Linked DNA regions of Mus musculus: regions 2 and 3 are each linked to region 1. A link is a contact called in public Hi-C data. All regions are on one chromosome and are shown on one strand. Each heading gives the region's core, a stretch centred on a gene start, on an enhancer-like site or on the middle of the called end of the contact. The rest is flanking DNA. Distances are from core to core; before and after follow the strand shown. Region 1 holds the start of Elapor2 (endosome-lysosome associated apoptosis and autophagy regulator family member 2). Region 2 overlaps Elapor2 (endosome-lysosome associated apoptosis and autophagy regulator family member 2). Region 3 has its middle 39 kb from the start of Elapor2.

The links. Hi-C and Micro-C count contacts between places; a contact is called where the count stands out from the background.
Region 2: a Hi-C map of the N1E-115 cell line shows a contact between it and region 1, with 5 times the contacts expected there. The contact joins the enhancer-like site here to the promoter of Elapor2 in region 1. A contact is called at or near these places in 1 of 484 Hi-C or Micro-C datasets (the N1E-115 cell line), 1 of 115 datasets of contacts at active chromatin or transcription factors (embryonic stem cells) and 1 of 9 other capture datasets (pancreatic islet).
Region 3: a contact with region 1 is called in a Hi-C map of pre-B cells, with 2.5 times the contacts expected there. The contact joins the enhancer-like site here to the promoter of Elapor2 in region 1. A contact is called at or near these places in 1 of 39 promoter capture datasets (pre-B cells), 1 of 15 datasets of contacts at CTCF or cohesin (the NIH/3T3 cell line), 1 of 484 Hi-C or Micro-C datasets (pre-B cells), 2 of 115 datasets of contacts at active chromatin or transcription factors (both in embryonic stem cells) and 3 of 9 other capture datasets (adipose tissue, liver and pancreatic islet).

The regions. Positions count from the first base shown.
Region 1 is chr5:9,264,337-9,268,538 of GRCm38.p6, forward strand. Elapor2 (endosome-lysosome associated apoptosis and autophagy regulator family member 2) reads left to right here and starts at 1,782. Exons shown (of 22, transcript NM_172706.4): 1 at 1,782-2,120. The coding sequence starts at 1,935.
Region 2 is chr5:9,325,577-9,329,778 of GRCm38.p6, forward strand. The region is part of intron 1 of Elapor2 (endosome-lysosome associated apoptosis and autophagy regulator family member 2); the gene reads left to right. Among named protein-coding and RNA genes, the nearest start is that of Mir879, 48 kb to the right of the region's middle. Within about 2 kb of position 1,810, at least 1 of the 459 cell types and tissues checked has an H3K27ac peak or open chromatin away from gene starts, as enhancers often do. A contact at or near this core is called in the N1E-115 cell line, where this site is marked.
Region 3 is chr5:9,225,317-9,229,518 of GRCm38.p6, forward strand. No RefSeq gene overlaps it. Among named protein-coding and RNA genes, the nearest start is that of Elapor2, 39 kb to the right of the region's middle. Within about 2 kb of position 2,460, at least 18 of the 459 cell types and tissues checked have an H3K27ac peak or open chromatin away from gene starts, as enhancers often do. A contact at or near this core is called in pre-B cells, where this site is marked.

The sequences.
Region 1 (4,202 bases), core at 532-3,031:
CAATGCTTGCTTTTTTGTTCTGTCTTGTCACCACCTGAGCATAACCAGGGACATCTGTGTGAATGTGGGTTGGTAGCTCACACATTCACCTGGTGGGCTCACTTCTGGGGACACAAGTGAACGCAATAACTGTCCCTCCTCCAGAATTCATCAGTAGTCAATAGTTCATGAAGGAGAGCTACAGTCCCCTGGGACCCATGATTTCCTGTTAACAGCCCAGTGCACTGGGCGTGGCTGATGTGAATTCAGGACTGTGAAGGCTATGTGGTACTTAGAGATAGCCTGAGGCAGCCCTCCTCTTTATCTTCCTTCTGGCTCTTATATTTGTTTGGTCTCCTCTTCCATCATGTTCCCTGACTGAGTAAAAATATTTTAGTATGCTGTCAAATTGTTTTCAAGAATATCCGTGTTCCGGAGTGCATAATCCACACGCACATTTTCTAGAATTGTTCTCATTCCGAGGTTCATATAGAAACACTTTTATAATATTTCATTCCGCTTACATAAAATTTATGTTTCAAACATTCGCTACTTGAATTCATACTTACTAACATTTTTGTGCTTAGAGGATTTAAATTTTTTGGTCATTTAATATTGCAATCTGGTTTACTTGCAAGAAGAAAAATCTATGTAGAACGTATGCCTGTAGCTGTGGTGCTGTTGATGTAGTTCTGTGACTGTTGTGTGTTACTGAAGTTCACCTCTGATGTACCCTGCACAAAAGAAAAGCAATGTATACTTAGTAACTCTAAGCTGTTTAATCCTTTAAGAGGAAATTATTAATTGAGAGTTACAAAGAATGCTATTTAGGCAAATCTGTACTTTAATCTACTTATGTTGAATAAAATGGGCTTTGTTTTAATAAAGAAAGTGTTTTTAATTCATAGACATATGGTTAATTGTTGACAAAGATAATATAAATTTGGCTCACATAAATTCTTGGTGGATTAAAGAATAAAAAAACAAACAAAGGAAATAAAAACCGAAGCGATAACAGAGCCACCTACCTGTTTGGCTACTCCTAAACTGTAAGTGGAAGAAAACCGAAAGGAAATGTATATATATTTGAGTGAACGTAGCTGCTGCAGACATATTCAGGTCCATTTATATTTAGTGTGTCAGTTGGGTCAGAGGATCCTTGAGCTCCTCCCATTGACATATCACCCTTCACTGCCTAGTGTGTGCGTGTGGGTCACATAAAATAGACCACCACTGCAGCTTTTGTACAGGATAAATGCTTTCCCAGAAGCAAAAAGGTTTGTTCGCCAAAAGCTACACATCTGTATGAAATAATACCTAAATCAGCAGGAAGTAGGTTTGGTACCACCACTTTTTTCCCATCTACTGTGAGGCAGGCACCCTTCCAAGAGCTTTGTGCACATCAACTTAATTAACCCGCATGGCGACCTCACGTGGTGGCTACTGTTATCATTTTCATTAAATAGATGAGATAACCGAGCTCAATACTACAAACCTCAGGCCTCTTTCCTCTCTGCCATTTCAGCAAACCCTAATCTTGTAGAAATTCATTCTGAGGCGTGGATCCTTATAAGAGATATCCCTAGGGTGTCGACAGGGGTCTAGAGAGGAGCGACACTCCGGAGTCTCTGGTCTCTCTGAATCCCTCAATCTTGTCACAAGGCTCCTGCGCGGTTGGCAGCGCCACCGCTCCACGCGTGCTGGGCTGGGCCTCAGCCGCAGCCCGCGCCACCTGCTCCCGGCTCCCGCGTCCCCGCCCCACGTCCCGCCCCCGCGCCGCGCCCGCGTCCCACGGTCCCTCCCTCTGGCGTGACGGGAGCTCGGGCGCCGGCTGCCCGCGCTGCGAGCGGCCGAGCTGTAAGCGTGCAGATCAGCCCAGTTGAGCTGAGCCCAGAGGAGGCAAGAGCACGGTCCTCGCTTCCCAGACTCCTCGCCGGAGTCCATTCAGTGCCGGGATGCTGCTGCTCACCCTGCGGCGGGCGAAAGGCAGGGATCGGGGGCGACCGGCCGGGGGTCCCCGCCGCGCGCTCTCGCTGCCCTGGAGCCCCGCCTGGATTTGCTGCTGGGCGCTCGCAGGCTGCCAGGCAGTTTGGGCTGGAGACTCGTCCTCCTCTGGCCGCCCGCTTCCTGCGTGCCAAGAGGTGAGCAGCACCGGGTCCCCACTTGGAGTTTGAGGCGGGGTGTGGGGTGGGGCGATCTCGGGGACCTGGGCTCAGAGTGACCATCACCTTTTTCGGGTTTGGAGGACAGGGGCGTTCGTTTTGCCCAGGGATGAAGTTGCTCGCCCCTGCTAGCTGGCTAGGAGCGGGTGTAGAGGCTTTCTGTCTTTCTGGTGGTGTATTTCTCTCCGTGCTGGTGTTTGGGGGTTTCTGAAGGACTTTGCTGCGCCCCCTTTGGAGAGCCAGGTCTCAGGACCTGGGTTTGAGAAAGAAATTTCAGGAAGGGGAGGAGACTGGGGAAGCCCTGCCCCATAGGATTTAGAAAACTAAGGCTTTATAGCTTTTGAGAGACCTAGATACTCACCCTCCCTCTCCTGATTTCTCTGCTCCCCAGTCTCCACAAATGCTTTCATCCAATTCTCAAGCTCTCAGCTTTCAAATACAGAACAGTGTGGTCTCTTGACATTCTGGCAAGACATGGATGTGAAGAAGGCAGAGAAGAAAGTACTTAGGAAAGAGGCGGGTTGGTGATGTAGAAAATTAGAATGGGCAAAGCAAATATGTTCCTTTGGGGAGGTTCTTCACCTGGTTGAAGTCCTGTAGCTGAGTACTTTACAGTTTAAGATCACTGCTGCTTTATAGCCAAGAAGGGTACATTCTGGGTGATTAGATCTTTCTCCTGCTTTTGGGAAAAACGAGACTTACTGTGCCAACAATTTCTAGAGGGTGTCACTGGAAGTTGCTTTGTGTGTTTACCTTTGCCTTTCATGCTCCAGAAAGTGCCTTCTTTTAATGAAAATCAATGAGGGGAAGGAAGTAACATTTCTGACCTACTTTGAGTGATTCTGTTGGAGAAGAGGTGAGGCACACACGCTGTTTTAAGGAAGATTGCTAGGAATCAGGGTGACAGGTTCTTTATAGGTATCCAGCAAAAATAGGTTAGCCATTAGCTTCTTTTGAGAAGAACGGCAAGATTCTGTTTCTGTGCTTGCTGGAACCACTTCGGAATGAGAGTATCCTCCTTTTAGACACCATCCATCATCCCTGGGTTTTCATCTTCTTCTCTTACAATACATGCCCCAGGGCAGCCCACAATGATGGAAAGTCAGATGGCAAGCTTGGGTGTGAATATGCAGCTGTACTGTAGCTAGTGAATCGGGGCAAAGTCTTGGCAAACAAACAGCTGTGCATAATTTCAGCTTGTGCTAGTATTGGTTCGATATGTATCCTGCCACTTGTCACCTGGGAATAAACCAGTGTATGGGGTTCTATAGAATTCAACTTTTTGGACATCCACAACTGTTGTGGCAAGATAAGCTTTATTGTCCAGTTGCCCAGACACAGTTTATAGCACACGTTTCTTTAACGAAGTGAAGTTCCAAGTTCCTTGCAACACTAATTCTTAGTAGTGAAGAATTGAAGACTATTTTTGAAGTAGAAAGGTCAAGGCCACTAGAAGAGATGCATATATATATATATATATACATATACGTATATATATGTATATATATTTATACATACATATATATATACATATATACATATATATATATATATATATATATATATATATTCATTCTCTTAACCCAAGCTGGGTTCAAACTCCTTATGTAGCTGGTGATGGGTAATGAGTTTCTTATCCTCCTGCCTCCATACCCCAGTTGCTAGGATTACAGATAGAGGTCACCACATCCAGTTTATATAGTGGTGTGGATGAAACCTAGGGCCCCTTTTATTCTAAGCAAGCACTCTACCAACTGAGCTACATCCCTATTTCTAGACTATAATCATACAGAACTGAGGCATGGGGGTGACAGAATGTACAAGAAGGCGATGCTCATCCCAATTCCAGCCTTTCATCGACTTGGTTTTAGAAATTGTATGTGATCCACGCTTTTAGATCTTAATTTTGATTTTTTTCCCTTTAAAAATGAAAGAAGATAAAATCTATAGGAGGATGCTCCTGAGTCAGCCTCTGGCTAGTTTGTTTCTAGAACCAGTAATACACAGATCTACGTATGTTCTCCCTGCAGACTGTAGGCACTGTGGGTTAGAGACTCCACT
Region 2 (4,202 bases), core at 560-3,059, 61 kb after region 1:
TGGGATTGACTCCAGGGCACCCTGCATGCACAAGAAGCACTTTACTAGAGTTAGATCCCTAGTCTATTTTGTTCTGTGTGATTGTAGAGGTCCAGCCCACAGATGAAATCTCTCTTTTCATGAAGGCATCATATGATCTCTCTGGCTAAGGGAAATACCCTTTTGCTTTTCCTAATAAACTTTGTGTCTTTATCTTGTTGATTATAATAATTCTCTCTGCATGCTGCTTATTCTAATTCTTGTCATATCTATGATATGATTAAAAGAAATGCCTGTGTGTTACAGTTTTTTAACCCAGGATTGCTTAATGAAAAGTAAAACCCAATTTACTTTTATTATTTTCATTAATTTAAAGTTAAGAAACTTCCCAGACACATGATTCCTATTTAACCAGCATCTACATTTAGGCAATACCAGGAGTTTGAATGATGAGAATTATAGTTATATTTCCCCAGTCCAAACACAACTTAGAAACATTGCCGGGCCTCTTTACCCTCGTCACTCTGGGATGATTCCTTGGTCCTATCTTTTTTTGTGTGTTCATGTGAACATATTTGTGAATGTGCATGTGTGTTCATGCAGGTGTAGGTAAACGTGTGCAAATCATGTGGACACCACAGAGTCAGGTGTCTTCCTTGATTGTGGTCCTCTCTACTTTTTGAGGTGGGGTATCACTGAACCTGAGCTACCGGTGGCCTGGATGGGCTGGCCATCCAATGAGCTCCTCGAAAGTCCCTGTTTGTTTTCCACCCTCAATACTGGGCTGTGATAAAGCTACTTTCCTAGCTTTTATATGGGTTCCAGGGATCTGAAATCATGTCTTTATGCTTCAGTGGGATGTACTTTATTGACTGAGCTCCCTCAGTCCCCATTCTGTCTTTCTTTATCTTACCTTTCTTAGGAGTTTGTTGTCTTTCCGAGTGCATCATAAGAAGCTTTCACCTTGTACCTGTATAGGTGACTGTTGGTCATTTCGGGTCTGCTAGGATTTTTCACCAAAATAGTATAAAATCAGTTATCAGTGTGTCTAGTGATATATTCAGACTGTATAAATATCCTTGTCTTCATTTGACTTTCACTGAATAGTTGTAGCAATCATTAGTAGTTTTCTAACCTCGCCATTCCTTCTGTTTAATCTCTTAACCTTTTGTTGAAAGCAGGTCTTCTCTATCTTCCCCTTTTGTTTGTATCATACTGTTAGATTCTCTCCTGGTTTCTTTTTCTGTTGTTGGCAATAAATACTATAACAAAAAGAAACTAAAAGGTAGAAGAGATTTTATTTTTATTTTTGTCTTAAAATTGCAGGTCCTATTTCATGATTGATGGAAGTGAGGACAGGCACTAAAGCAGGAACTGAAGTGGACCACAGAGGAATGGGGGCTGGCTCCTATGCATCTGCTCATCTGGGTTTCCTGTAGAGTATTTACACCCCTTCCTAGGGATGGTACGACCCATAGTACATACACCAGGCACTCCTGACTCAATTAGCAATTAAGCAAATGCTCTGAGGACAGACCCTACAGCTCAATAAGATCTGGGCTCAACTGAGACTCCTTCTGGTATTTCTAGTCTGTATCAAGCTAATAGTTAAAGCTAACTAGAAGTGACTCCTTGTTTAGTCATTAATGCTGACTTTTATTTTGATGCAGATATAGCCCAGGGAGTCTCACTTTGGCTGCTGTACTGTCCTTTCTGTTGCCATTCATTCTCTGAGTATTTGTTTCCTCACCACTGTGGCTGTGTAGAAGCTGCTCTGGGTTCCTTGTATTCTCTGTGCCCTGGCTCTTCAGTTAGCTTTTCCTCTAGGGTTCCTTGATTTTTTTTTTTTTTTTTTTTTGATAGAGGATGATATTTTGAAACTGAGATCTGGGATCCATACATGCTGAGTATTTGTTCTGTATACTCTGAGGTTATAATTGCAATTCGAGCTGATAACTTGTAAGCACTGGGTACATTGAGTACATTGGGTACATTCCTGTATGTTTCTTTTCGATATTTGTAACCCCATTTCTCAACAGCTAGAATCCTGGGTTCCTTTAAGTTTATTTTGCTTATATCCATGTCTTGGTTACTTTCCCACTGTCATGACAAGACACTGTGAATTATTAAGGAAAGCATTTAAGTGGGGAGCCATCTTTCCAGATGGGCAGTCCACTGTGGCAGACAGCATGGTGCTGAATTTGTAGCTGAGTAGTAGTGCATCTGATTCAAAGCCATGAGGCAGAGAGAAAGAACTGACTTGGAATGGTTTCAACTTTTGGAGCCTCAAAACCCACCCCCTAGTGGCACATTTGCTTTAAGCCACACCCCCTAATCTTTCCCAAGCATTTTAACCAACTGGAGATTAAATATTCAAATAAGAGCCTAGGGGAGCCATTGCCATTTAAACCATTACAGGCTACAACACACAATTGTTTTCAGAGTCCTTGGTTCATGTTCCTAAAAACTCTAACTCATGAAACAGAATAATATTTAAACGTTTTTGAGGTTCTATACACACAGTGAAATGCACAGATCCTAAGTAGCCAATTTGATTTTTGCCAGACATTCCTCTGTTGAAACAATATTTTCATCAGCCAGAAACTTGCCTTGTTTTCTTTCTTTGTCCCCAATGTCCTATCTAAGCCTGGAGCCAGGATGCAACTGCTGGTTTTTTAGCTTTTCTCATTTCATTGGTCCCTGACCTTTCTGGAAATGGGGTGATGTAGGTGTATGATTCCTGCACTGGCATGAGGTTTCGGAGATTCGTTCATACTGTGTGCCAACTGTGAGAGAGAAATTGCACATTTACTTAAGCCTGCCCGTGTTGACAGATACTTGTTGTCTTCCCAGTTTCAACTATGATGAATAAAATAAATGGCAATCGATATTTTCATACAGGTATTCTTTGTGAGTAGTTTGATTTGATATCTTCTAGATAAAATACTTTAAAGAGAATGGTTGAGACATTTATACCTATTTACTGAACACCCTGAAAAATGGCCAAATATGTGTTCTAAAGTGATAGACCTGTGCTTTCAATTCCATCTAAAAAAATAGGGGTGTTGGTGGGATTGCAAGCTTGTACAACCACTCTGGAAATCAGTCTGGCGGAGTACTACTCAGCTATTAAAAACAATGGTTGGACCTGGAGGGCATCATCCTGAGTGAGGTAACCCAGTCACAAAAGAACTCACATGATATGTACTCACTGATAAGTGGATATTAGCCCAGAAACTTAGGATACCCAAGATATAAGATACAATTTGCAAAACACATGAAACTCAAGAAGAACGAAAACCAAAAAAGTATGGACACTTTGCCCCTTCTTAGAATTGGGAACAAAACACCCATGGAAGGAGTTACAGAGACAAAGTTTGGAGCTGAGACAAAAGGATGGACCATCTACAGACGGCCATACCCGGGGATCCATCCCATAATCAGCCTCCAAACACTGACACCATTGCATACACCAGCAAGATTTTTCTGAAAGGACCCTGATATAGCTGTCTCTTGTGAGGCTATGCCAGGGCCTGGCAAACACAGAAGTGGATGCTCACAGTCAGCTATTGGATGGAACACAGGGCCCCCAATAGAGGAGCTAGAGAAAGTACCCAAGGAGCTAAAGGGGTCTGCAATCCTATAGGTGGAACAAGAATGTGAACTAACCAGTACCCCCCAGAGTTCCTGTCTCTAGCTGCATATGTATCAGAAGATGGCCTAGTCGGCCATCATTGGGAAGAGAGGCCCCTTGGTCTTGCAAACTTTATATGCCTCAGTACAGGGGAATGCCAGGGCCAAGAATTGGGAGTGGGTGTGTAGGGGAGTTGGGGGGGGGGCGGGAGGGTATGGGGGACTTTTGGGATAGCATTTGAAATATAAATGAGGAAAATACCTAATTAAAAAAAAATTCATATTGGGGAAATAGGCAGCCACGTTAAACTCGACAGTTGTTAACTGAAGTCTTCAGTAAGAGATGGCAGTATGGTATGATCATAGTTGAGCTAAACCTGGGTTATTTGCAGCATTTTGCTTCATTAATGTCCTGAAGTCTAAATATGGTCCAAACAGATTAAAAGATGCTGTTAGAAAAAAATAGGGGTTTTGTTGTTAACTTATCTTTTGGCCCATTTAGTTTAAGTCATTCTGTTGGATGTGTAATAGTACGCCACTGTGGTTTTAAACTGGCAATTACTTGCTTACCAAAGCGGAAAGGACTTTAA
Region 3 (4,202 bases), core at 1,210-3,709, 38 kb before region 1:
ATCCTGTGGATTTCTGACATTCTTGAAAACTGTTGATGTAAAGTGATTTGGATTGTTGTCCATTAACTACTTTCAGCTGTCTCTAATTAAAATATCTTGAAAATACCCTAATAATAAACTCAGAGCCATGACTTTGCTATCTGACCCTTAACTCACAAGTTTAATCATCTCAGATCAGTTTGTAATGACGTTTATAGAAGGTCTGGGTCCAAGTCTTGTAATTTAAAAAATTTTATATCTATAGAAGAAATTTATTCCAGTGAAAACCTTGATTCTGCATCAAAATAAATTCTGTACCAAAATAGAAATTATGACTTCAACTTAGTAACTGTTGTAAAGATTTCTACCAAATGAGACTATGGCTACACAATTAATTTTAGCTATTTCCTTCCTGTTCAAATTATGACCATTTAAATATTTCCCAGAAAGAAAACTTAGAATAACCACCTCTAGACCCCCAATCCAGGGAACTGGGGCAATGACTTCATAACTACTTCCAGCTGAATATGGGCGTTGAGAGATCTTGGGGGAGGGGGAAGGGTAGGGAAAATGGTGGAGTTGGTTAAAACGGCCACACCAACTTGTGTTTTAGTCTCTGATATCTGTGTCTTGACTAGATCTGGATGAAAGTCCCTGAGATCAGAAGTTGAAGCAGGTCAGTTCAGCATGACTGGTGATGAGACTCACCAAGGCTATATAGCCTATAATATACAAATCTCAAAACAAAATTTTAGCATCATCAAGATAATTTTTTTGTTTGATTTTCTAGAATCTAGTTCTCAGGGGGTCTCCCTTCGTCATATCTGATCCATATAACTCTGGAGGGTATATAGACACTAATCACCTTTTCTAAGAACACAAAGACAAAACCTTTCTTCCAAAATAGCATGTCCTTGAGTCAGTAACCAGAAAAACCTTTAGCTTGACCTCTCTTCTAGAGGAATAATGTAACCTCAAAACTCAAAATCACAACACCCATTTTGAAAATTAGAACAATCCAAAACAAATAAAGTAAACTAAAATAGCGTACGAGCCTATTCTTAGACTTTTTCTATTCTGTCATGCCAGGAAATTAACCCAAAATTTTCGTGGAGTCCACATTCAAAGAATATGAGTTTTCTGGTGACTTTAATAAACCATCTATCTGTTATGCTCTCTATTTGGAGCCACAGACTTTAATCAATACCTGTTCATAGCAGGCACTTATCACTGCTCTCTATTTGGAGCCAGTGACTGATTTTCCCTATCTTAGTTCTGAACTGTGGGCAAAATTCCCCACATGATTTGGATAAAATATCTCTATAAGTCTATCCTAAAAGCAAATAATCCCAACTTTATATTAAAATCAATATTTGCCCCCAAGAAGTAGGCAGCTTCCACTCTCTGGTTCTTTGACCCAGAGCAGCCATCTTCTTTCTTTTCACGGCAGGGGACCTCAGAGCCCTCTTTCTTTGTTTCAAGGTTCCTGTGCTTGAGTGATGTGACTTGACTCCACTCTGCTCACCCAAAACTCCAAATTTCTAACTAAGTTTCTAACTATAGACTAAGAATCTTAAATTTCTAGTGGATTCTTGTCTGCCATGTTGGATGTCCTCTGAAATATTAAAAAAGCAATCCATGCTATGCCAGCAGGCATGGGAGGACTGGCCAGCCTGGCCTGTTCTCATCTCATGGAGACTCCCTGACCTGGAGCTCCTAATCTTTCCATCTAGCTTTCTAAATTCCCACTGGTGGGTCACTACCATGCCAGCCCTAGGGTGCACTTCTTGCAAACCTACGTTTTACCACCATACCTTTCTCTCTAGAACCCAGTTGATTCACCCTGTGAAGGAAAACAGCACACAAACTTAGTTCAGAATCAACAGGTTACTCAATTGTTGGGAGCAGCAACTACTAGCATCCTAGTTTTGTAAGCTCTACTAAATATAACTCCTCTGGTGTGAATCCTGGCAGATCCGCCATCTAAACTGGGGGCCTCTTGTTAGCTACATTAGCTACATTTTGACCTCCACCTGTCTCCTGTCCACCAGCAAGACCTTTTCCTGAAATTATTTCTTTATTGAAAGAGTTTGTAGTTTTATGGTCATTGCAAAGCAACTATAGTTTCTGTTTCTATCACTGTTGCTTGTTTTGAATGGAGTCATAGAATATGTTCTCTTATGTGTGTGAGTAGTTTGCTAGTCTTCAACATTATTCAGTGAGTATGTAGTATGCTTTACAAGCTCATGTTTGCATGTGGCTAGGCTGCATTCCAATGTATTACTATAGATGCAACATCTTCTGATGAATGTGGCTGGTTTTATAATTTTGGCTCTTGTCTTAAAGCTTCTTTGTACATTCTTTGAAAGTCGTTTTGTAGGCGTATGCTTGCATTTCATTTGCATGATTTCCCAGGAGAGGAATTGCTGTGCTGTAGTGCAAATGTTCATAAGAAACTGTCAGTTTTCTTTGTGGTTGTACTAGCTTACTTCCTGTAGCACAGTCTGAACGGTCCTGTTTATATTGTCATTTTAGCAGGAGTAAATGTTACTCATGGGAGGTCACTTAATGATTCAGCATGTGTACACCCTATATGACAATCAAACCAGGTACTTAGTATTTCCATCTTCCTGCCCCGTCATTGTGTTTGAGGCTTTCTTTACCTCCCCTCTTCTAGTTCTTAACAAAATGTCTATGTTATTATAAACTGTGTTCACATTACTGGGCTGTAGAACACCAGAGCTCAGTCCTATTCAACTGAATTTCCTTTCACTTTCCAGCTCTTCTTATTTGTCCCATTTCTAGACTCTGCTCATTGTATTGTACTCTTTTCTTCATTGAAATCAACTCGTTTAGGTTCTACATGTGAGTGAGAATATGCAGCATTTGTTGCTTTGTGCCTGCCTTATTTTACTTGATATAATGCTGTCCTTTCTATCAATTTGCCCTTTTTTTATTCCATTGAATAACTGGTAGGGCACTGTCCATTCATCCACCAACAGATACCTAGGTTGATTCTGACTCTTGGCTGTTGTGAATAGGTACAATGATACACCTGTACTCCTGTGCAATAGTCACAGGGGTACAGATGTATCATTGAATGCTGGTTAACATCTGTTAGACACAGAAGCAGGATTGGTGGATAATATGATACATCTATTACATTTCTTGAGGAATTTGCATATTATTTGCTATGGTTGTACATGTTTGCATACTTACCCACAGTTTATGAGTAGGTTTTTACATCCTCTTCTCTATACTTTCATCAGTATTTGTTATACTTTTCATTTTTTTTTTTTGTTGTTGTTTTTAATTGAAGGGTTTTTGAGTATGATTGGATCTTTCTCAGCCCTCTTGTGCTTGACACAGGATCGTGAGGTATTGAACATTTAATGGTCACCAAAGATCAACCTGAGATGGCTATCTGTTCTCTCATTGGCTCTAATGGGTATATGCAGAGTACATTAAGAGACATTGTTGAGGTTTGGTCTGTTGCCACTTAGGGGTGGTAAAAGCCCTCCTTTTTCTATCTGCAATTCCAGTTTTGTAAGCTATTAATCTTGACCATTAGCTGTTAGTCACTGGGCCAGCATTACTTCTCTCCAACTTGGCAGATGTCTTAATTGTAATGCTAAATTCTGTACCTGAAGGTCTAGGCCTATGAGAGAATTCTCACATTTACAGGCTTTTGTTGTGTAAACCTTGTTCTTTGATTTAAAACTATTGGTTAAATAAAATTGTCTACAGCCAATTACTATTAGAGGTAGGTGGGTTTTGAGGCTGAATAATAGAGAGGAGTGAGGAGAGACCAGGAGAGGTCAGAGGAGAACCAAGAGTAGAGATAGAGGAGGTGGAGAGAGGAGAAAATGCCATGGGGTAGGAATCTTAAAATTGTGGCCATGAGTGCTGGCTAATCAGGGTAGCCTAGATAAATATAGTAAGTAATAACTTGGGGTTATCAATAGGAAAGTAGATTTTAATTGCATAGAGGGTAGATATCTGCTCAGATTTAGTTCTGATAAAAGCTTACTGTAAATAATAAAAGTTGTGTGATTTTTATCTGCGTGTTGAATGATCAAAGGCAGAATTAAAGTCCCTGATTGAGATTAAATATATTCTACAACAGAAATTAAGAAAAAATAAAGAATAAAGAAAAAAAAAAGAGGGAGAGAAATTCCTAGTGGTGGAAGGCATTCTCAAGGGAAGGAGAAGTCCCTGAACTC